Regions from separate parts of the Mus musculus genome. Here regions 1, 2 and 4 are each linked to region 3. The links are chromatin contacts, called in public Micro-C and promoter capture Hi-C maps. All regions are on one chromosome and are shown on one strand. Each heading gives the region's core, a stretch centred on a gene start, on an enhancer-like site or on the middle of the called end of the contact. The rest is flanking DNA. Distances are from core to core; before and after follow the strand shown. Region 1 overlaps Gfod1 (glucose-fructose oxidoreductase domain containing 1). Region 2 overlaps Gm40929 (a long non-coding RNA gene). Region 3 holds the start of Mcur1 (mitochondrial calcium uniporter regulator 1). Region 4 overlaps Gfod1 (glucose-fructose oxidoreductase domain containing 1).

Region 1 (5,202 bases), core at 564-3,063, 300 kb before region 3:
AGGAAGTGGGGGGAATAGTAGCCAAGGGTCTGGCTATGGCCATCTGAGCCTCACAATGACTTCTTTCCTTCCTTCCCTCCTTCCTTCCTTCCAAGATTTTTTTTAAAGATATTTATTTATTTATATGTAAGTACACTGTTGCTATCTTCAGACAATCCAGAAGAGGGCGTCAGATCTCCTTATAGGTGGTTGTGAGCCACCATGTGGTTGCTGGGGTTTGAACTCAGGACCTTCAGAAAAGCAGCCGATGCTCTTTAACTGCTGAGCCATCTCTCCAGCCCTCACGATAATGTTTCTGTGAGCGTGCATGTATGCAGTCATGTGAGTACCTGTGTGTGTGCAAAGGTGTGCGTGCATGTGTATGTACACGGCCATGGAGGCGAGGGGACAAGCTTAGGCGACATTCCTCAGGCATTCTTCATCTTTGCTTTTAAGACAAGAACTCCCACTGGCCTGGATCTCACTCAGTAGCCTAGGCTAGCCAGCCAGCCAGTCCCAGAGACCCAACTGTCCCTACTTCCCTAGCACTAACATCACACATGTGTGACAGCGTGCCTAGCTTTACATGGGTTTGGGGGATCAAACACAGCTCCTGGTGCTTCTTTGGCAAGCACTTTATTAATGGAGCCATCTCCCTGGCCCATCATGGTGACCTACTTAAACAATGCTGTCTGTCGGACACACGCCTGCCATGGGCAGTGGACCACATCTACTCAGCAAATATACATGTGTGTGTCTGGAAGGGAACCCTGTACTTTAGTTGCCCATGGTCTGGCCCACATACTTTATAGAACTAGTTCTCTAGAGAACTTATTTAGGCTTGTGGTTTTAGGAGATTTTCATCCACCATGCTAGAAAGGACATGGTAGAGAGAGACTGGGTCTGTGGCATCAGTATAATGCAGCAGAATATGTCATGGAAACCATTCACCTCATAACCGACCAGGAGGCAGAGACCATGCCAGAACCAGGTACTAAGTTATGGCCTTCAAAGACATACCCTGAGTAAACAGCTTCTACCATGCATGCTCAAGCTCCCCAAACTCTCCCAGCCTCCTATTATAGTGCCATCAGCTGGAGGGGATGAACATTCAAAACATGAGCCTGTTGGGGGCTGCAGGGGGTGGGGGTGGGGGGTGGAGCATTTCAGATTCAAACCAGAACAAGAAAGTAGGATTCTAAGAAACAGAAGTCTGATATGCCATCAGAAACCACATGTGCATGCCAAGTCTTTTTATCATGTCACCACCGGCTATTGCACATCCCTTATCATCACCAGACATTTCTCTGTTCACCTTCTAGCTGCCCGAAGGGGAAGCAACTTCCAGCACTCTGGGGCCATCCAGCATTAGGTGGCAAAGATGAGGAACAAACTCTGAAAGGAAGATTGTTGGAAGCCGTGTGCTAGAACGTTAAGCATTTTAAGATGCTTAAAGTTCACTGATTTAATCGCCATTAGGAAGGACCAGAGAAGATTCAAGATCGAAGACGTGATGGTTGGCAAGGGCTGCTGGGACAAAGTACCACAGCCTCACAGTGCTAGAACCTGGAGATCTAAGAGTCAATGTGGGCCCGTCAAATTCTTCTTGGGAGATATGAAAGGAAAACCATCCTATGCCTCTCCCCAGCTTCTGGAAAGGTTTTTCACTTTTTTATTTTTCTCGTGGAATTGAAAGCAGGACTTTGTGCCTGCTGAAGCAAACGCTCTACAGCTAAGCCACACCCTTATAGCTAAGCCACATCCCCAGCTTTACAGCAAAGCCACACCCCAGCTCTACAGCTAAGCCACACCCAAGCTCTATAGCTAAGCCACACCCCCTATAGCTAAGCCACACCCCCAGCTTTACAGCAAAGTCACACCCCAGCTCTACAGCTAAGCCACACCCTATAGCTAAGCCACACCCAAGCTCTATAGCTAAGCCACACCCCCATAGCTAAGCCACACCCAAGCTCTATAGCTAAGCCACACCCCCATAGCTAAGCCACACGCCCAGCCCAACTCTTAAGTTTTTACACATTAGGTCAGGTGGTCTATCTCTTTCTGTGCCTAGTTGACTTTACTGGACCTACGGTCATGTCTGCTGTCCACATCGCCACACATGGCAGGAATTGCTACTTCTTTATGGCTGAATGCATTCTAGCCAGTATGTACGAGTCTTCTGGGCAAAGTCACTCGGAAGGCATGAAATAGGTGAGGGGAAAAGGTGCATGCAACAACGTACATGAGCCAATGTCACAAGCTAAGTCCTATTTCAGCAGCAGACAAGGTCAGCTAGTTGAAGAAGCACAGAGGACCTGAGGCAGGGGATAAGTGCATTCCATCTTGAAGAGGAGGAGGAAGAGGACGAGGAGGAGGAGGAGGAGGGGGAGGAATATACAGAAACATGGTAGGCCCTTGTATCTGAACTTGATTTCTGCAGTTTCAATATTCATGGCTAACCACAGTCCAAAGATATTACATGGAAAATTCCAGAAATAAACAATTTATGTGAGTTTTAAATTGTGTGCTATGACGAAATCTCACAGCATCCCACTCCATCCCACCCAGGATGTGAGTCACGCCTTTGTCCAGCATATCCACTCTGACTCTGCCACCTGCACCTGTTAGTCACTTGGAGGAAGGGGGCGGGGGGACGGGGCTCAAGTCCCCACCCCCTCACTGTTTTTGGTCTCATTGGTCGTCCACCAAATAAGGATATTGAGAACGATTCTAAAAAGGAAATGGAAGTTTCCAAATGCCATAGCAACACGCAGCCTTCCTCAGAGATGCCAAGAGAGGCAGTGTCTGCTGCCTCCCTGAATGCTGTTCATATTTGGCTGTGATGTTCAACACATCCTCGGGCGATTACGGGCAAAGACAGTGACTTCTGATACTAAACTGCCCTGGAATATACAATCTGTCAGTGCAACCATGGGAGGTGATGGCATCTACCTAGGGTTGGACATGAGAGCCTGGTTGTCCCTCTGATAGGCTCTGGGCACCAAGCTCCCCGCCTGTGGAGAGTGAGCCAAAGTCTCTCTACAGCAGGGCTAATTTTAAATGCTGGGATACAAGGCCTGGTGGAGTGATTCCTTCTGACCTTGGAGAGTCAAACATCGGGGCAACTGGGGGCAACTTGGACCAAACTGTAAGCAAAAAAAGGAATTGCCTGGGGAATCAACAAGACATTCCTCAGCCTACAGTGAGCTTATGTCCTACCCCAGAAAATCATTTATAAACAAAATAGCCTCCTAAGCCCTGAAGTGCACCATTTAGGGTACCTAGCCTAGAAAACATTCTAGCTTAGACCCTGAAAAGATGATCCTGCAGAGTTAAGGTTGTGGGGTTGACCAGGAGCTTTGTTTGTTTGCTACCATGGCTCAGCATCACAAGAGAGACTCGGAGCACTTAACACTACCTGGAGAAGACTACACACCATGATTGTAAGGATGCTTCTTACGAAATGCATACTGCCTTCCTACATAGTAAAGCTTTTAAAAAAAAATCACTAGGTAGAACCATTAAGCCAGACTATCTGTATTGAGACTTGGTTTCTTGTGGTCCACAAAAAATAATATGAGAGCTGGAATGATTGTCAACAGTCCTTGCCACTCTGGGCTCAAATCCCCATCCCCCAACAGAATTCCCATGAGTCCCTAGAGCATTGCTGAGCAACTCTATGGTGAAGTCAAAAGTCATGGCTACTACCTGAAGTATGCTTAACAGAGAGACACTTACACTTGCTCCTTCATGGTCTTGCAGAAATAACACTTCCCAATGTACATAAGGCTGAACTCTGAAGCATTCATAGTTATGGGGCTGCTAAACAATCCTCCAGCGACCCCCAGAGTGAAGCAGAAGGGCAGGCAGGCAGGTGTATGTGTGTCTGTGTGTGTGTGTGTGTGTGCGCATGTATATACACATATCCTGCCACCACTACCACCCTCTAAGCAATTCTGTTCCAGACACCTCCCTCCATGTTCTAGAATGCCCAGCTGGGCCATGATTTCCTTACTGACGTCAGTTCCAGGTGTTTCCCCACCCAGTTTTCAAAAGTGCTGGGGAACCGAACCCAGAGCTTCATGCGTTCTAGGCAAGGGCTCTACCAACAGAGCTCTAGCTCCAGCCCCACAGTCCTAACCCCTAACAAAGCCGACATTCCTATTAGAGCAGGCAGTGACTAAGAATCCACTCGCAACCACTCACAGGATGGCTCAGTTCTCCCAGCTCTTACACGTGACCAGGAGTGTGGAGGACTCTCTACCCAGTTGGTTTGTCACAGATCCAACTCTCATATTACAGACTTGTTTCCTGGAGCTGTTATTGTGGGTCTGTTCTGCTTGAACCATCCCTGGAGTCCTGACTCCCTAATGGAAAGTAAGTGTCCAGCAGACCACTTTTTTCAGGATTTAAGCACAGGGGGCTCGGCCTATTGGTTAGCAAAGGGAACTGTGCACCAGTAGCCAGGTCTCACACCTACAAGCAGACCTGTGCAAGCCACATGGGTGAATCCCTAATCCCAAGACGGGTAGTCATCTTGCCACAGCTTGACATTGTCGGACCTGTGGCTGGTCCAATCTGATGTGAGGCTGTGATGACCACACTTGGGGACCACCTGTGGCAATCCTGGACAGATTGTTAATAGTAAAGTTTCTCAGAAACGGGAGTTGGGGAGGGGGGAAGGAGGGCTTGAAATAAGTTCAGGGTCATTCCCCTGGGAACACAAATGAGGAACAAAAATGAGGTTTAATCTAATGTTCAAAATCTCCTTTGCCGGATGCTCCTAACCCTAGACATGGGAAGGGCTTTGTGTGTACATGTTTGTATATGTGTGTGCTGTATCTATGTGTAAACACATGTATGTGCATATAGAGGCCAGAGGATAATGTTGCGATCTCTCTGTCTATCATCCTCGACCTTATTACTTGAGAGGAGTCACTTACAGACCCTGGAGCTCACTTGTTTTGACTAGACCAACTAACTAGTACATTCTAACTAGTTTTCCTGTCTCTACCCCAATTCCATGAGATCTGAACTGGGGCTCTTGTGCTTGAGTAGCAGGCTATTTACTCACTGAGCCACCTCGCCAACCTTAGAAGGGATGTTGATGCTGGCTGGGCCCTCGGCATGACCCACAGGTCTAGAAGGAAGGGAATGGACACATAGTCCGGGAGAAGCCTGGTTGAGGCAATATCCTGGCTTGACTACCTGGGCCTGGTGAGG
Region 2 (5,085 bases), core at 1,425-3,924, 370 kb before region 3:
CTTGTTTTCCCACTTGCATCCCTTGTATTTCTTGTAGCATCGCTCTAAGGCTTTGAGTGCTATATTTAAAGAGTGGCAAGACTGACCCCCTGACTTTTCCCTGCATTAGAGGACCTGCTCTGTGTTTACCATTAGTGTTGGCTACCGCTTTGTCATGTGTGACCTTTATTGTGTTGAGATTTCTTCTTTTTATTCCTAGTTTCTTGAAGCCATTTTAAATCTTTTTAAAATTTTTATGTCTATGGGTATTTTGGCTGTATGTATATCTGTGCATCATATGCATACAGTGCTGGGGGTGGGGGGGCAGAAGAGGGCATTAGATCCCTGGGACTGGAACAATTACAAGCCACCATGTCAGTGCTGGGAATTGAACCCAAGTCCCTAGAAGAGCAGCCAGTGTTCCTAACTACCGAGCCATTTCTCTGGTCCTTCGGAGGCTTTTTACTATGAAGGGATGTAGAACTTTGTCAAATGCCTTTTCTGCTGTGAGATGACCAGGTAATTTCTAACCTTAAGCTTATTTACATGCTGGGTTTCATTTACTGATTTGTGTACGTCGAGTCAATCTCGTGTCTCTGGAACAAAGCCATCTGTTCATAGTGCATGATCTTAATGCAGTACTGCATTTGGCTCACAAGATCTTATCGTGAACTTCTGCATCTTCATTCACTGGAGAAACTGTCACATAGTTTTCCTTCTTTCTTGTATCCTCATCCAGCTTTGCTATCAGGGCAATTGTGGTTCCATAGAATGGGTTTGATGGTGTCCCTTCTCCTTTTAGTTTAAGAAACAGTTTGGGGAGCATTGGGGGTAACTTTTGAAAGATTTAGGGAGATTTATTACTGCCTTGAATGGTTATTAGGGACCTGCTTGTGTATTTATATTTGGTTTAATTAAAACTTTTTTCCTGCCGGGTGTGGTGGCGCATGCCTTTAATCCCAGCACTTGGGAGGCAGAGGCAGAGGCAGGCGGATTTCTGAGTTCGAGGCCAGCCTGGTCTACAAAGTGAGTTCCAGGTCAGCCAGGGCTATACAGAGAAACCCTGTCTTGACAAAGCAACAACAACAACAAAAACCCTTTTATCCTTTTGATTTCTTCATTGCTCTATTAATTATTCAAGAGAACATACCTAGTTCCCTTGTACAGTTTCTAAAGTTCCCCTTGTTCCCAGTTTCTAGTACTATTCTACTATCACTAACAGAGGAGGCATATAAAGTTACAAATTCATACACTGAATAGCTCAAAGATCTTCACAGGGCAGCATTTTAAAACATCCCTGTGATACAACAGGGTTTATAGTAGGAAACTGTAGTTGCTACCGTTCCCCTTGTTCCCAGTTTCTAGTATTTCTCTGCTATTCCTAACAGAGGAGGTGTATACTTCTCCTCACCATCGGCCTCTTCCTCATTTTAAGTATTTTCATGTGTACCTTGTTATTTGTACATCCTTATAAAAATTGTACATTATAAACTTATACATTTAATTGTGATATTTCATGTATTAACATACTTTGGTTATAAGATTTTACTTGTTTAATTTTTGAGACTTATTTTGTGGCCTAAAGTAGTCTGTGCTAGACAATGTTCCCTGTGTGATGAGAAGAATATACATTCCACAGCTCTTGGATGTCATGTGTTGTACCATGCTTAGTCTTAGGCAAATGTGTGAGAAGCAGCAGAGTGTAATGTCCTGTAAATGGCTGGTTTGTTTAGTCTATAGTATAATTTAACCCTAGCATTCTTTGCTGCTTTATGTTACGATAGCTTTGGGTTCTTCATCAGTCTGTTGTTGAAAGTGGGTACATATTCTCTCCAAGAGTCAGAGTATTAGCATTCATCTCTTCTTACAGAGCTAATCATGTCTTCAAGAGGACGGGGAAAGGGAAAGAGGCTAAGGAGGCCGGGGAGGAGACCCATCATCGATCGGCAGGAGATGAAGTGAAGGGGATACAGCATGTGTCAGGTGACCAGGAAACAAAAATGACTGAAAAGCACTCAGTCTGCATGGATGGTTTGGATGCATGGTGGGTCCAATGGCAGGATGGATGGACGGACAGATATAAGCAAGAAAGAGAGGCTGCTCGAAAGTAAAGGAGAACCTGGATGTCACAGGAAATCCAGCAAGGCAGGAGATCCAGATCTGACCCACAGAATGGGTTAGGGAGTCCCAGGGATAAGAAGCCAGAGACTCCCCTGTTGAGCTTCCAGCTCTGTGGGTCAGGCAGGCTATGCTGGGAACTTCCACAGAAACATTCTCGTGTAGGAAGAGAAAGGAGACTGGAATGACAGGTTCTCTGGCTGCTGAGAAGGGCAAAGAGGCCCTGTGTATGCCAAAAGATAAATGGCACACACTGAGTGGTAAGGGGCCAAAAGATCCAGGACAGGTGACAGGAGAGGGTGAAGTAGAGGCTTTTGTATCTTTGGGGGGGGGGAGGCTGAAGGGGGGGGGCGATTTGCAAATGGGAAAAGCACCAAGAAAGGAGGGACCCAAGAGATGGCACTTACTTAAAACACAGTGGTAGACATAGAACATTTCTTTCAGCAACTGCCAACAGCTTGCTAGCTTTGGACAGCCAGATTTCATAAACTTCCTGCAGAAACTCCTCCTCCATTCTTTCTCACCGCTGTCCTCCTCATACAGGCTGTTCTTGAATCACAGATTAAAGGCTGTCGGCCGCAAATAGCTCCTCTCCCACGTCCCACGTAGCTCCCGCGTAGCTCATGTGAGTTCGCTTATCTGCATAGCCTTCCGTTATCTTGGATGCCCAGCTCTCTGGCCCTTACATCCGTTTTCTCCCTTTCATCTATTCTTACCCTTGACATGCTCCAATCCTTTTGCGGCTGCCCTCTCTTCCCCTTACCGTCCCTGTTATGGCCAGCCCCGCCCTCTTTTCCCTCCCACCTCCTTTGTGACCTGCTACATGTTGTCCCTTCACAGCTGGATTTCCACACAGCTGCTATTCCGGGGCCAGTTCTGTCTCCTGCTTTGTGCCAGGAACCTGAGTATCAAGTTAGCTTAGCACACTTAAAAGCCACTTCATCTGTTGGTGAACTTGTCCCAGATGAAACCCAAGAACATAGTGGGTCTTTAGGCTGACTGCATGACACCGGGTCATAGATCTGCTTCGTCCTTGCTGGTGGAGTATCTGAAGCAATTATGATTAACCCTTCCCAAGTGGGTCTCTAGCCTTACCCTAACCTAGCCCTGATCGAGACTCTTTCGTTCTTTATTAGTGGCTTGGGGTGGTTTTACTAAGCCTTAACTTTGTACACAAGCACCCCCCCCCCATCACCTTAGGGTCCCTCTTGGTTTTGTTTTTTGTTTTGTTGTTGTTTTTGGTTTTTTTGTTTTTGTTTCGAGATAGGATTTATCTGTGTAGCTCTGGCTGTCCTGGAACTCACGCTGTAGACCATGCTGGCCTCGAACTCAGAAATCCACCTGCCTCTGCCTCCCAAGGGCTGGGATTAAAGGCATTCACCACCACTACCTGGCCTTTGGGTTGTATTGTAATAAGAATTCTTGATTGTAAAAACTGTTGTTTTGAGTTGCTGACTGAAGGTTTGTAAAAACATCATGAAATTGGGGCTGACATTACAGACTACAATAAGTTTAACTGCATTTACGTTGCCTTGACATTGGACTTGGTATTTTAAAACATTTGGGGGGATGTGGGTGGGTGCCACACATGCATATGGAGGTCAGAGGACAACCCTTGAAAGCTGGCTTTCTCCTCCTTCCATCCATGATCTGTCAAAGATCAAACTCTGGTTGTCCGGCTTAGCAGTAAGACCTTCACCCACCAAGCTGTCTCACCCACCCAGGGTTGGTATAAATAACCCAGAGATGATTTAACGTTTATGGGAGGACCGTGTAGGTGCTGTGGTATACCCTCCATTTTACAGAGGGGACCTGAGCATCCATGGGCTTAAGCGCATGTGTGGATGCTGGATCAAATCCCCCCTTGGATACCAAGGGACTATAATTGCCTGAGAAAGCCTCCCTTGAGTGACTTATCCTATTTTCACAGATGGCTAGAGGGAAAGAGTGTGGTTTGATCTGTATGTAATTAGCAGATAAAGGTATTTCTGTAATTAGTACAACATTTGAGAGGAAGCCCAAGCAACCAGGTCAGATTCCGTGGCGTTATCTTGCAGACCTGTGGTTGAGCCTCAGTCATCGCTGAAGTCACCCCTCAGGAATTTACCCAGCAGATGCAGACTGAGAGATAACAGTCAAAGGAAGCCTGACTTGAACAAGCAGGCAAAGGCATTTGAAGGGCTTTAACTGGCACCGATTTCTTAGAGCAGTGTTTGGTTCTAGCGAGCTGCAAAGCTGTGTGTGTTTGTGACTTGGCGCCAACCCTGTGGAAGGGTGTGTCCTTTCTGTCTCATCTAGATCTCTTGAACCGTCTTTCAATGGGAGCAAAGTCCAGAGAGCCCCAGGCAAAGGGACCTTTCCCACTCAGGGAAAGAACAAGGCAGATGTGGCTCAGTTAGTGGGACCTTATTGCTTACATTAAGGCGATGCTATTTCTCCCACCTTAATAAAATTTCTTCATACTTTGCATACATGTAATTCATCATAAAATACGTCAGTCATTTCGTTTTTCAAATGGAGCCAACCAGACTTGTCATGATAGGTTCTAAAATACATGAGATTTAAAACAACACTAAACAAAATCCCAGCACTTGAGAGGCAGAGGCAAGTAAATTTACTTGGTTGCATAGTGAGTTTCAGGACAGGTACTCAAACTCACTATGTACAGACTGCCAGAAAAAAAAAAAGGAAGGGAAACTAGAAGGTGGGTCTGTTTATGGGTTGGGATGCGTTGACAGACAGACATGAGAGGATATGTGAAGTTCTCTTGACCCATGAGGAGCCTAGATGGCATGCTGAGAAACCGGCCATTGCATTGAGCAGTCACCGGCCATTGCATTGAGCAGTCGCCAGGAGCCTGGAAGCCATCCCAATCCATGATTCCACAAGACGCAGAACAGATTGAGCATGCCTTGTCCCCACCTGAGCCTGTGTATTTCTGAGTCTAGAGATTCTTGCTTCACCTTCTGATTTGGTGGGATTTGGGGA
Region 3 (4,824 bases), core at 1,556-4,055:
GGTCCAGGGAGTGGCACTATTAGAAGGTGTGGGCCTGTTGGAGTGGGTGTGGACTTGTTGGAGTAGGTGTGTCACTGTGGGTATGGGCTTTAAGACCCTCATCCTAGCTGTCTGGAAGCAAGTCTTCTGCTAGCAGCCTTCAGATGAAGATGTAGAACTCTCAGCTCCTCCTGCACCATGTCTGCCTGGATGCTGCCACATTCCCACCTTGATGATACTGGACTGAACCTCTGAACCTGTAAGCCAGCCCTTATAAATGTTGCCCTTGTAAGAGTTGCCTTGCTCATGATGTCTGTTCACTAAGACTAAGACACAATCATAACAAGGGATGGAGAGAAGCCCCAGCAATTAACGGCACCGGCTGCTCTTTCGATTCCCAGCACCCACACGGTCATTCACACGTGTACATATGTACCGTATGCGTGCCTGCCTGTAGACACCCCAGATTAATGTCTGGCATCTTTCCCGATCAATCTGTACCATATTCACTCAGGTAACATCTCTCGATTGAACCCAGAGCTCGTGGATACTGCTAGAGATCACCCACAACTGTACCTTCTGAGTGCTGGGATGACAGTCAGGTCACTGCGAAGCCTAGTATTTATGTGGGCTCTGGGGACCTCAACTCTGGTCCTCCTGCTCTAGTATTTTATTTACTGAGTTGGGTCCCCGGACCCACACACCACCACTGCTAGCAGTGGTTGGCACGTTTACGGTTTTTTTCTTTTCCTTTTTCCAGAAACAACCAGAAATAGCAAGCTTATTTCAAGAAAGTTGGCTTCTAAAAAGTAAGGAAAAGGGCTGGCTACTTGCCAATGGGAGTTCAACCCGAGAGGAAAGGGAATGCCACCTTGCCCTGTCACATTGAGGACCCAGTAGTTCTGAATTCCCAGGAATCACAACAGGAAGACATTAACTTGAGGAGTGTTAGAATGTAAGGAGTAATTCTCCTTTTTGGAGACCTTCCTTCGCCATAGCCAAAGGGTATTAAAATCCATAATTGTAAAAGAAGTCCAAAGATACCCTTGAATAGGCTAGAAACCAACTGCAAAATTTCAAGGCACACCATCCTGAGGTAGATCTGTCCCACTGTGGACCTCAGGCACAAAGCCAAACTAACAACCCCGGGGCCAAGAATAAAGGAGCAAAGTGCTGATGGCTTTAAAAGGGGGCACGAAAGTTTCCTAGTGTTTCTGCTGTGTCCCTTAAGATGTACGGAGCCTAACACTAAAACGGCACGATCTTGCTAACACAACGAGAAAGAACCTCCTTCTTTGCTCCCAAACCATAAATTATGAGCAAACACATTGGCAGGCAACAACAGCTTGTGAAAACTACAGCAAGCAGGGGTGTGGTAGCCCAGTCTTTAGTCCCAGTACTTAGGTGGCACGAGGGATCTCTGTGAGTTCGAGGCCAGCTCGGGCTACACAGTTCTCACCTGGTCTCAAGGCAGAACCAATGAAAAGAGCACACAGGATGGCAAGTTATGGGAAAAAGAAACCAGACAGATCTCCAACTCCCAATCCTACAAAACTCGGGCATAAAGCTCACTGCTCATTTTCCTATCTGCATATAAAGCGTCCTTCATTTTTCAGAACTATTAGGAGTTTCTCCTCTAGCCATATGTATTCTTAAATTTTAGATGCAGGTAATTCTCATAGAAAAAAAAATACAGACAACCAAAGCATGGGTGCATATGGCCACTAATGGCCAGAAACAGGTTACTCAAGAAGTAATTAAGCCACGTTTGCTGATTGGCCTGTGCGATAAGATTTTATCTACTATTTACTGTGAGCACATTCCAGCTAGTTTACTTTCTTATGCAGTTCAGCGGTGTCCCTCGCCTCCTTCAATTACCCAAATGACACATCAAAGCTCTGGTCACTCAATTTAAACGCACAGAGTTCTTCAAGTCTAAACATAAAGCCTCTATTTTTCTTTATACTATCTGTCAAATTAGTACAGTAAAATTAGCATGGATAAGTGTGTGTAGTCATATAGAAAAACACCTGCTGCATATCTTGCTTGAAGTAAGCTCCGGAAAGAAAAGATTTTGTTGAACAAATTACCCGAAACAGCTAGTAAAGTGCCAGGCAGAGAATGGGCGACAGCGGGCCATGAATGAATCAATAGTTTGGAATCAAAACGAAATGTCATCTCTTCATTCAGGGATCTGCGCCCCTCGGTCCTGAATGCACCGGCTTCTAGCACTTTTTCCACTTTTCCCTGGCTCCAACAGGTGTGCAAGGGCAGCCCCGAGTACGCGTGTCATCCGGAGCCAGGACACCGGGGCTCTGGGCTGCGAACCCTCGCCCTGGCGGCGTGGCTACAGCCCGGTCACCTGTGTGACCCGCTGTCCCTCCCTCCCTCCGTCCTTTCTCACCTCTCCGGCTGCTCGCAAGCGCGGCCACACGCCGGGCGCCCAGCCGCAGACGGCCCAGCGCGTTCCTGCCGGCGCCGAGCGCGGCCGCGGGGAGAACGAGCCCCGGGCGCGAGCGCTCAGCCAGCGTCCTACGCGGGGCGGTGGCAGTGGCGGTGGCGGCCAGGCGCGGGGAGGGCACGAGCAGGAGGAACAACAGCGGAGACGCGCGGGCCGCCCGTCCGCGAGGCCTCAGCCAGCTTCGTCCACCGGGCAGCGTGGAGACGCCCGGGCGCGCCGGAACTCCGCAGCCGGAGGACGGGAGCCGCTGGCGACTCGGTGTGCGCCTCGGCCGCTCGGCCGCCACGGAGCCGCTGTCCATCCCCGAGCGGGTCACAGGCCCGAGCGCGCACGCAGGTCGCTCCCGCGCGGCCCCGACTCCGAGTCGCCTCGGGAGCGAGCGTGGGCCGCCGCGCAGACCTGCCCTTTCCGCCGTCGCCACGCCTCCTCCCCATCGCCGCGGGCCTCGTCCCCGCCCTCCCTGGCCTCGCCCCTAGTCTGGTCGCCCCAGCCAGGCTCCTCCAGGCTTGCCCTCTGCCGGGTCCGCCTTTACATCCCCACGCCCCTGTTCCCTGCCTGTGGCCTGCCCTAACCTCGTCTCCCAGACAGGAACTAGGGTGAGCCTTAGCCATTTTCCGCTGCAGAATCACGTTGCTCTTTCGGCTCCTACGATTTACAGTTTCATTTCGCAGTTGCCCTTAAGAATGTTAATGGCTCCTTTGCCCTTCGCAGACCTTTGAGAAGTTCTTGACCAAGCTCGACTGGCTTAGATTTTTATTAACTAGCCGGGATCTCAAGTTCCCTAGGGTTGTATTTTAGGGACTTATTTACCGGGCATAGGGAACTATGCTTTCAGAGTCCATACACTCACAGCTAAATTTCCAGTTTTGATTTTGCTTTTCGTTTTTGAGACAAAGTTTCACTATGTAGCCTCCACTGTCCTGGAACTCTCTATGTAGACCAAGCAGACCTTGCCCGCTGACTGACGCGATTAAAGGCATGGACCACCACTTGGGACTACAGTTTTTGTTTTGGGTTAGAGCACATTAAAAGGTCCTAGTGTGGAAACGTAAAACGTAGTAGGGATATGAATGTTAAACTAGACTATGGCATAATAAGATATTTGAGACAGGCAGTGTTTTAGTTCCGAACTTTTTGAAAGACTGCTGCACTTTGCAGTTACCGGTCCTTTGTGTTATTTTGAGAAAGTTTGTTGGATGGATGAATAACAAGTACAAGGGACTATGCTGGGACAGAGAGAGGGAGGGGAAGGAAGGGGAGGGGAGGGGAGGGGAGGGGAGGAGAGGGGAGGAGAAAGAGAGAGAGAGGGAGGAGGACAGAGGAGAAAATGAAAGGACAAGACTGCCCCTCAGTATGTTGGTGGAGAGAGTCGCCAGAAAAGGGAAAGCATAGCCAGAGGCAAGAGACATCTGGGAAAGTCCAGAGGGTTGAACATGACCTTGAGCCTGGTCACGTGGGAGAAGTAGGAGGAGAGAGAGGCGAGCCAGGAGTTTAAAGGGTAGAGAAAAGGGGTTAGGTCACTAAAATGGTTGGATTATATGAAGAAGGGCATCTAAGAGAAGGGCAGCCCAGTCCCTGGACTGGAGACGTTAGGGTAGAGGGCAGACTAGGGCAAGGATCGGGTTAAGTAGTAAGCACTGACAGATGCTAAGAGAACCAGGGGCCAGGCCCGCTTTGAGGTGTTAAACAAGCACCTTAGTTAGCCCTTTGTCCTGGGTTTAAGACCTAACAGTTGTGTTCCTGAAGTGACCAGTACTTAGCGTTCCTCCTCCTCCTCCTCCTCCTCCTCCTCCTCCTCCTCCTCCTCCTCTTTTTTTAGCTAAGGGCTAAAAAATGTAGACAAACTGATGTGGAAAGTGCTGGGACCCATAATAAAAGAGCAGAGCTCTGGGCAGAGGAGTGTGTAAACAGATGCGGAAGACAGGTGCAGGTGACTACAACATGCAAATAATTTAAAAATTAGGTACAAGTCCGACACTTAAAAGGTTAAAATATCAGTTTGTAAAGTGGCAGGTAACACAAAATATTCACCTACAGCCTTTCCTGTTGATGAATGTTGCTCAACACCCAGCTCGGAAAATGTAATCGAAGGAAATAATCCAGAAACACTAGAAACCTATTCGTTTAGACCATAAGGAGTTTTTATTTTTATAGGTCAAAAGTGTTGAACATTTGGTAATTTCCTATAGGTTGGTCTAATACATGCACAAAGGAAAGACTAGATGTGGTGGAGCAGTCCCAGCTTGCTGGAGTGGAGGCAGAAGGATCAGGAGTTCACGTGCATTCTTGACTGCATAGCAAGTTCAAGGCCAGTGTAGAATACAAAAGATAGAGTCTGTGTGTGTACTCCCGTGTGCATGTGTGCTGGAGTGTGTAAATTATGT
Region 4 (5,122 bases), core at 2,015-4,514, 340 kb before region 3:
GACTGTTATTCTAGTGATCTATTTCCCTTGCCTCCTATAAATGACTGTAAAAGAATTAACAAAATTTCTCAAAAGTCCCAATCAGCGAAGATCAGCCCTCTGGCCTCTGTGTGAGCAACTGAAATGCTCCTCAAATACCATAAAATTTCCTAGCTTTCTAGACTCCTTCTGAGACAGAACTGGACAGACAGAGGAAGCCCTGCACACCTATTAAGAAACCAACACACAACAGACTAACTGGAAAAAGAAGAGTGGGGGCCACGGGATATGGATCTGGTTTGTAAATGCTGTAAGCCCAGCCACTCCATACGTAGGAATGAACCTTGGTTCTTGCTCAAGTTAAAGTCACTACACCCGTTTCTAAGGGCTGCTGTGAGTACAGAATGGGAGTAGCTGACCCAAGGCTGAAAATGACCATAACCAGGCCGGCTGAGGTCAATAACAGATGCAAATAAAAACTGCATGAGTCAGCTCGAACTGCAGGAATCCAAAACAAGTCATTGGCTGAGTACTAAGTGTATGACAAAGCAGTGGCGGGAGGAGGGGACAGGTCTGGAAATCCAAAGAGGTCCCAGGCTCGCCTTGGTGCAGAAGCAGTAACCGGAGGCCCACAAGCTCCCTAAGAGGGTAAAGAGGGTGAAGTGAGCCACAGCCAAGATTTGACACGTGGCACCCATGCCAAGTTCACTTTCTGCCGTGCATAGCCCAGGCAGAGAGACTTTGAAAGCATCACTGCCTGTCTGGAGCAGCCACTGAGGGGGCTAGGCTAGACAAATGTAGGGCAAAGGTGGCCCATTAGCTGCTTCTAGTAAATAAAGCAGGCTTGGTTAGCTACGAGAGGCTGCTGATTAAAAACTCTCTGGCTACATTACAAAACTCAGTTTGGCTGGTTGCTGCTCATAGTTTCATTTGTGTTGAGAGGGGAGAGGGTGTTTCATATAACTCAGGCTGACCTTGAACTCCCGGTGTAGGATCCTCCTGACTCTGCCTCCCAAGTGCTGGGATTATACCCACAAACTGTTTTGATACTGTTCTGGAATTGGAGATTAATCTCAGGGCTTCCTGCATGCTAACAGGCTACTCTACAGACTGGGCTGCATCTCCAGCCTGCGGCTCATGTTTGGATAGGTGTGTGCTTCCATCCTCCTGGTAATAATTATATCCTATCAATAGAGCTCAGCACCTTAAAAACTGAAGATGGGGAGTGAATATTGAGAGGGTATTTACAAAACACTTGACTCTGGACTCAAAATCCCTCAGCAGCCCTGAAGCTAGCTAATGTCTCCTTCTCCTGTAGCCCTTTCTCTTAAAGGGACAGCACTTAGTTTTCCACCTGAGGTGAAGGTTTGGCAAGCCTAATCATTCAGAGTTGAGGCACTGTTCACTGGAGAAGAGAGATGGATAGCACTGCCCCCCTCACTGGCTAGAGAGATGCCTGGTTGGTTGTTTTCTTTGCAAAAATTTGCAAGCAAGGCAGACTGCTTTTAGTGTGGCATAAGACGTCCCTAAAAGCTGATGGGCCTGGGCTTACATGGCCACTGCGACTTCCTTCAGAGCTAGAACAGCCCGTGGTCCTCACAATGGTGTCAGGTGGGGAGGACCCTACCTGCAGATGTGGAAGTAGGGGAGGGATACACTTTTAAAACTGTATGTGTGTGCGTGCATGCATACATGCATGCATGCCATAGCACACATAGGAAAGTCAGAGGACACTTTCGGGGACTGGTTCTATCCTTCTACCAGGTAGGTTCTAGATATGGAACTTAGCTCCTCAAACTTGGTGTCAGCCATCTTGCTGGCTCTAGAATGTCATTGGTTTGTTTGTTTGTTTGTTTGTTTTGAGACAGCCCCCCCTTTTTTTTTTTTACATAGTCCTGGCTGTCTTGGAACTCACTATGTAGACTAAGCTGGCCTAGAACTCCAAAGATCTCCCTGCTTCTGCCTCTGGAGTGCTGGGAGTAAAGGCACACCCCACCATGCCTCGCCTGACATTTTAATACTTTTCCATCCCTATGATACCGTGAGCCCCTTAAAAAGAAGCAGGGATAGAGAAAGTGAATGGCCCCATCCCTGGGAACAGAGTCCCAACAGGGCTGTAGTAGTCTCTCTCCTGCTCTAGTCCTGCCTCCATGGAAGGACTCACTGGTATGAGGCTCTGCAGAGACACAGTCCTGGGAAAAGGCAGCCTGGGGATGCTGGAAAGCCAGTCTCTCATTGGACTTGCCAAGGGCTTAGGCAAAGCCTGTGGGAACATGGCTCCTGTCTTAGACCAACGATATTCCCAAAGATGTGCTGGATACAGACAGTTAGGTGAAGAAGCACTGGCTTGGTTCACTCTGATCCACAGTTGGGGAGGTGGGAAGGGTACCCTCCACTCACCTTCCTCTCACTAACCCCTCCTACCCCCATATTTCCTGATCACACCATTGAGAGACTGACCTGGACTTCCTCGGCTTGTGTGGGTTCACCAATTCTTTGATCTTTGAAAAATGACAAAATCACCAAACAATGCAATTATAGGAACTTATCCCCACCTGAGTGTCACAGGACTGTATTATAACATTTGGAGAGAAATGTAATATTCGATGTGTACTGGACTCCATGACAGTGACTGGCGTGAGAAGGCCACTGCTCCAGCACTGGCTAAACACCCAGCCATAGCAAAACATTCCCTAGAAGGGAGGTCGCTTTATACTGGCCAATACCAGTTAACCTCTACCATCATGCCCGAGTTTCACAGAGGCTCTAAGGTACTTCCTGGTAATTTATAATAAAAGGCAGAACTTGGCTCTGAGGAGACCTTAGAGATGAGTGTAGTTCCAGTGAGATGTAAAAAAAAGAAGAAAAACAATGGCTATCTACCTCTTAGGACCCCTGAGGTGGGAGTCTGATGGGGTTAATACCTTCCTGACCCCCACAATAAATAGTTTCCTGAACTCTCTGGTGCAAAGTAAAATAGTCAACCATGTTTTGTGCAGGTTTATGTACAAAAGAAGATGGAGAGTTTTGTTATAAATCATCTTAAACTCCTCTAGAATTTGTAAACTTCTTGGTCCACGTAGTTGAAGTTTGAATCTATCATTTTATAACTCCATGTTATTTCTCCCAGTCTCAAAAGGCAGACCCCCAGCTCCAGGAAGAAGGATCTCCTAGGATATGGAGGTCAGATTTGCTTAGAGGCAGCAGAGTTCAAATTCCATCCCTGGGGTATCTCAGGGCTGGAAGTCTCCGATAGGAACTGTGGTATTGGTCCGCCTTCTGCACCTGCTGACCAACCAGAAACTGCTACAGATAACCTGGTTGCTTAGCAACTGCTGCAACCCAATGCCCGGGGAGAGCCGAGAAGGTGAGTGTGTTGGATGCAAGGTTGACGGTCTAATGTCAGGCACGTGTTAATCTCAAGATAACACAGGCAAGAGAAATTCTACACAGGCACCTGCTCCCGTGTGCTCTCACCTTAACGAAAGGTAAAGAAGACCAGCAAGCTAACAGTGCCACTGGAAACTGCTTTGCCCCTCCCAGCAACTCCCGCCCCTCCCCCTGCTGCCGCCCTCTCCCCACCCCCCTTCAGTACATCCTCCAGGACTAGCCTTCACAGCTGGAAAGTGGTGGTGGCAGGCAACTTCCTTAAAGTCCACCGTATCTTCCTTCAACCCCTTGCAGCTGGGGTTAGGAAGTTAAGAACCTGAGGTCTACAGAAGACTCTTACCCCCCCCACCCTCCCCCCACCCCCGCACTTGAGCTTAGAGAAGAATTGTTCTGCTTCCCCACCCCACCCCCACACCGGTGGTTTTGTGAGAACTGCCCACATCATCCAACTAGTTCACTGAATAGCTGTGTGCTTGTTGCGTGAAGGCTAAACCCCACAAGTATTAAACACGGGACTGTAGGCGAGGTGTGCTGTCGGCAAAACAAAGCGAGACAAAGGTAACCCAATGCCCCTCCCACTCCACCCCCACTTCTAGAACCTAAATCCTAAAGAACAATGCGGATCAGGAGTTGAAGGTCATCCTCAGCTACAAGGGGAGTCCAAGGCCAGCCTGGGCTACATGAAACTGAGTCTCAGCCTCTCCCACCAAAATACAGCAAACAAAATCTTAAAGAACACAGGTCAAACACAGAAGCACTACCAGAGAAGAATAAAAGCAAACCATCTATAACTGCACCGCCATGCTTGCTCCTCCCTCGCTAGCAGCTTTCTGTTTCCATAACAAAGAGCTGAGGGGAGTGACTTATAAAGAGAAAGGTTTGCGTTGACTCTGTCTTGAAGGTTTCAGCTCACAATCAACTGCTCCCCTTCTCTGAGCCAGTGTGGCACATGGCAGCAGGAACAGGAGAGGTCAAGCTGCCAACCTCACAGCTGGGAACCAAAAGCATCAGGAAGGGGAAGGGTCTGGGGTCTATCCCACTATCCCCCTGAAGAATACACATCCCAGTGACTGGGCTCCATCCCATAAAGCCAAACCATACACACTGTCCAGCTCCGGGTACTGTGTTGTAGCAACGCAAAATGGACCAAGATAAGGCCTACGCTTTCAGAAGGAATTACCAAAATGGAATAAACAGGAAAAGGACATATCCATCAGGATGACAGGCATGGCCTTCAGCACAGTCCTCAACCAGGAAGCACTGGGTCTGCAGTGGAGAGCCAATAACCCCCTGATTAATTGTTACAGCCCTGCCGTAGAGACAAACGGAGGCAACGTTAAGGGCAGAAAGGCCCTCACTTTAGCAATCAGACCCTGACTACATGGAACCTGATCTCCATGACATATGATGTCTTATACAACTTTTGAACCTAATTCCTAAAGACTCACGGTCCTTACCCCAACTGACCAATCTTAGTAGACAACGGGACTGCAAAATTAAGTAGTTGACCAGGTAGTGAGATTCGAGCTTATCTATCCAGATATGGACCCTGCAGAATTGGCCCATGAGACATGATGAAATATTGTCTTTAACTGTGACAAAATTAGTCCTGTTCTTTCCCAGAGTCAGTCGATCATCCTCCCACCTCATCCCCCGTACCCCTACCGTCACCCCACCCCTACACCCCCACCCCTCCCACCACCCCATCTCTCTCAGACCATCTTCTATAGCTCTGTCTCCCTAAGCAGATAAA

Evidence for each region. Promoter capture Hi-C pulls out the DNA fragments that hold promoters and counts their contacts. A called contact is a pair of places that touch in the nucleus more often than the background predicts.
Region 1: a contact with region 3 is called in a promoter capture Hi-C map of hematopoietic stem and progenitor cells, with 2.3 times the contacts expected there. The contact joins the enhancer-like site here to the promoter of Mcur1 in region 3. A contact is called at or near these places in 2 of 39 promoter capture datasets (embryonic stem cells and hematopoietic stem and progenitor cells), 4 of 115 datasets of contacts at active chromatin or transcription factors (effector CD8 T cells, large pre-B cells, memory CD8 T cells and 1 more) and 1 of 9 other capture datasets (adipose tissue).
Region 2: a contact with region 3 is called in a promoter capture Hi-C map of pre-B cells. The contact joins the enhancer-like site here to the promoter of Mcur1 in region 3. A contact is called at or near these places in 18 of 39 promoter capture datasets (3T3-L1-derived adipocytes, the C10 cell line, the HPC-7 cell line and 11 more), 1 of 15 datasets of contacts at CTCF or cohesin (large pre-B cells), 49 of 484 Hi-C or Micro-C datasets (B cells, CD4 T cells, CD8 T cells and 38 more), 18 of 115 datasets of contacts at active chromatin or transcription factors (the HPC-7 cell line, acute myeloid leukemia, bone marrow-derived macrophages and 14 more) and 1 of 9 other capture datasets (liver).
Region 4: a Micro-C map of embryonic stem cells shows a contact between it and region 3, with 3 times the contacts expected there. The contact joins the enhancer-like site here to the promoter of Mcur1 in region 3. A contact is called at or near these places in 1 of 15 datasets of contacts at CTCF or cohesin (large pre-B cells), 1 of 484 Hi-C or Micro-C datasets (embryonic stem cells), 5 of 115 datasets of contacts at active chromatin or transcription factors (acute myeloid leukemia, effector CD8 T cells, embryonic basal ganglia and 2 more) and 1 of 9 other capture datasets (macrophages).

The regions. Positions count from the first base shown.
Region 1 is chr13:43,259,643-43,264,844 of GRCm38.p6, forward strand. The region is part of intron 1 of Gfod1 (glucose-fructose oxidoreductase domain containing 1); the gene reads right to left. It overlaps LOC115488162 (a long non-coding RNA gene), which reads right to left. Exons shown (of 2, transcript XR_003950633.1): 1 at 1-5,202. Among named protein-coding and RNA genes, the nearest start is that of Gfod1, 42 kb to the right of the region's middle. Within about 2 kb of position 1,814, at least 142 of the 459 cell types and tissues checked have an H3K27ac peak or open chromatin away from gene starts, as enhancers often do. A contact at or near this core is called in effector CD8 T cells, hematopoietic stem and progenitor cells, memory CD8 T cells and 1 more, where this site is marked.
Region 2 is chr13:43,189,192-43,194,276 of GRCm38.p6, forward strand. It overlaps Gm40929 (a long non-coding RNA gene), which reads left to right. Exons shown (of 4, transcript XR_873309.3): 4 at 1,850-2,405. Among named protein-coding and RNA genes, the nearest start is that of Gm40929, 20 kb to the left of the region's middle. Within about 2 kb of position 2,675, at least 94 of the 459 cell types and tissues checked have an H3K27ac peak or open chromatin away from gene starts, as enhancers often do. A contact at or near this core is called in the G1E-ER4 cell line, the HPC-7 cell line, Th1 cells and 15 more, where this site is marked.
Region 3 is chr13:43,557,386-43,562,209 of GRCm38.p6, forward strand. Mcur1 (mitochondrial calcium uniporter regulator 1) reads right to left here and starts at 2,806. Exons shown (of 9, transcript NM_001081059.3): 1 at 2,384-2,806. The coding sequence starts at 2,741.
Region 4 is chr13:43,211,952-43,217,073 of GRCm38.p6, forward strand. All of the region lies in intron 1 of Gfod1 (glucose-fructose oxidoreductase domain containing 1), which reads right to left. Among named protein-coding and RNA genes, the nearest start is that of Gm40929, 43 kb to the left of the region's middle. Within about 2 kb of position 3,265, at least 92 of the 459 cell types and tissues checked have an H3K27ac peak or open chromatin away from gene starts, as enhancers often do. A contact at or near this core is called in effector CD8 T cells, embryonic stem cells and memory CD8 T cells, where this site is marked.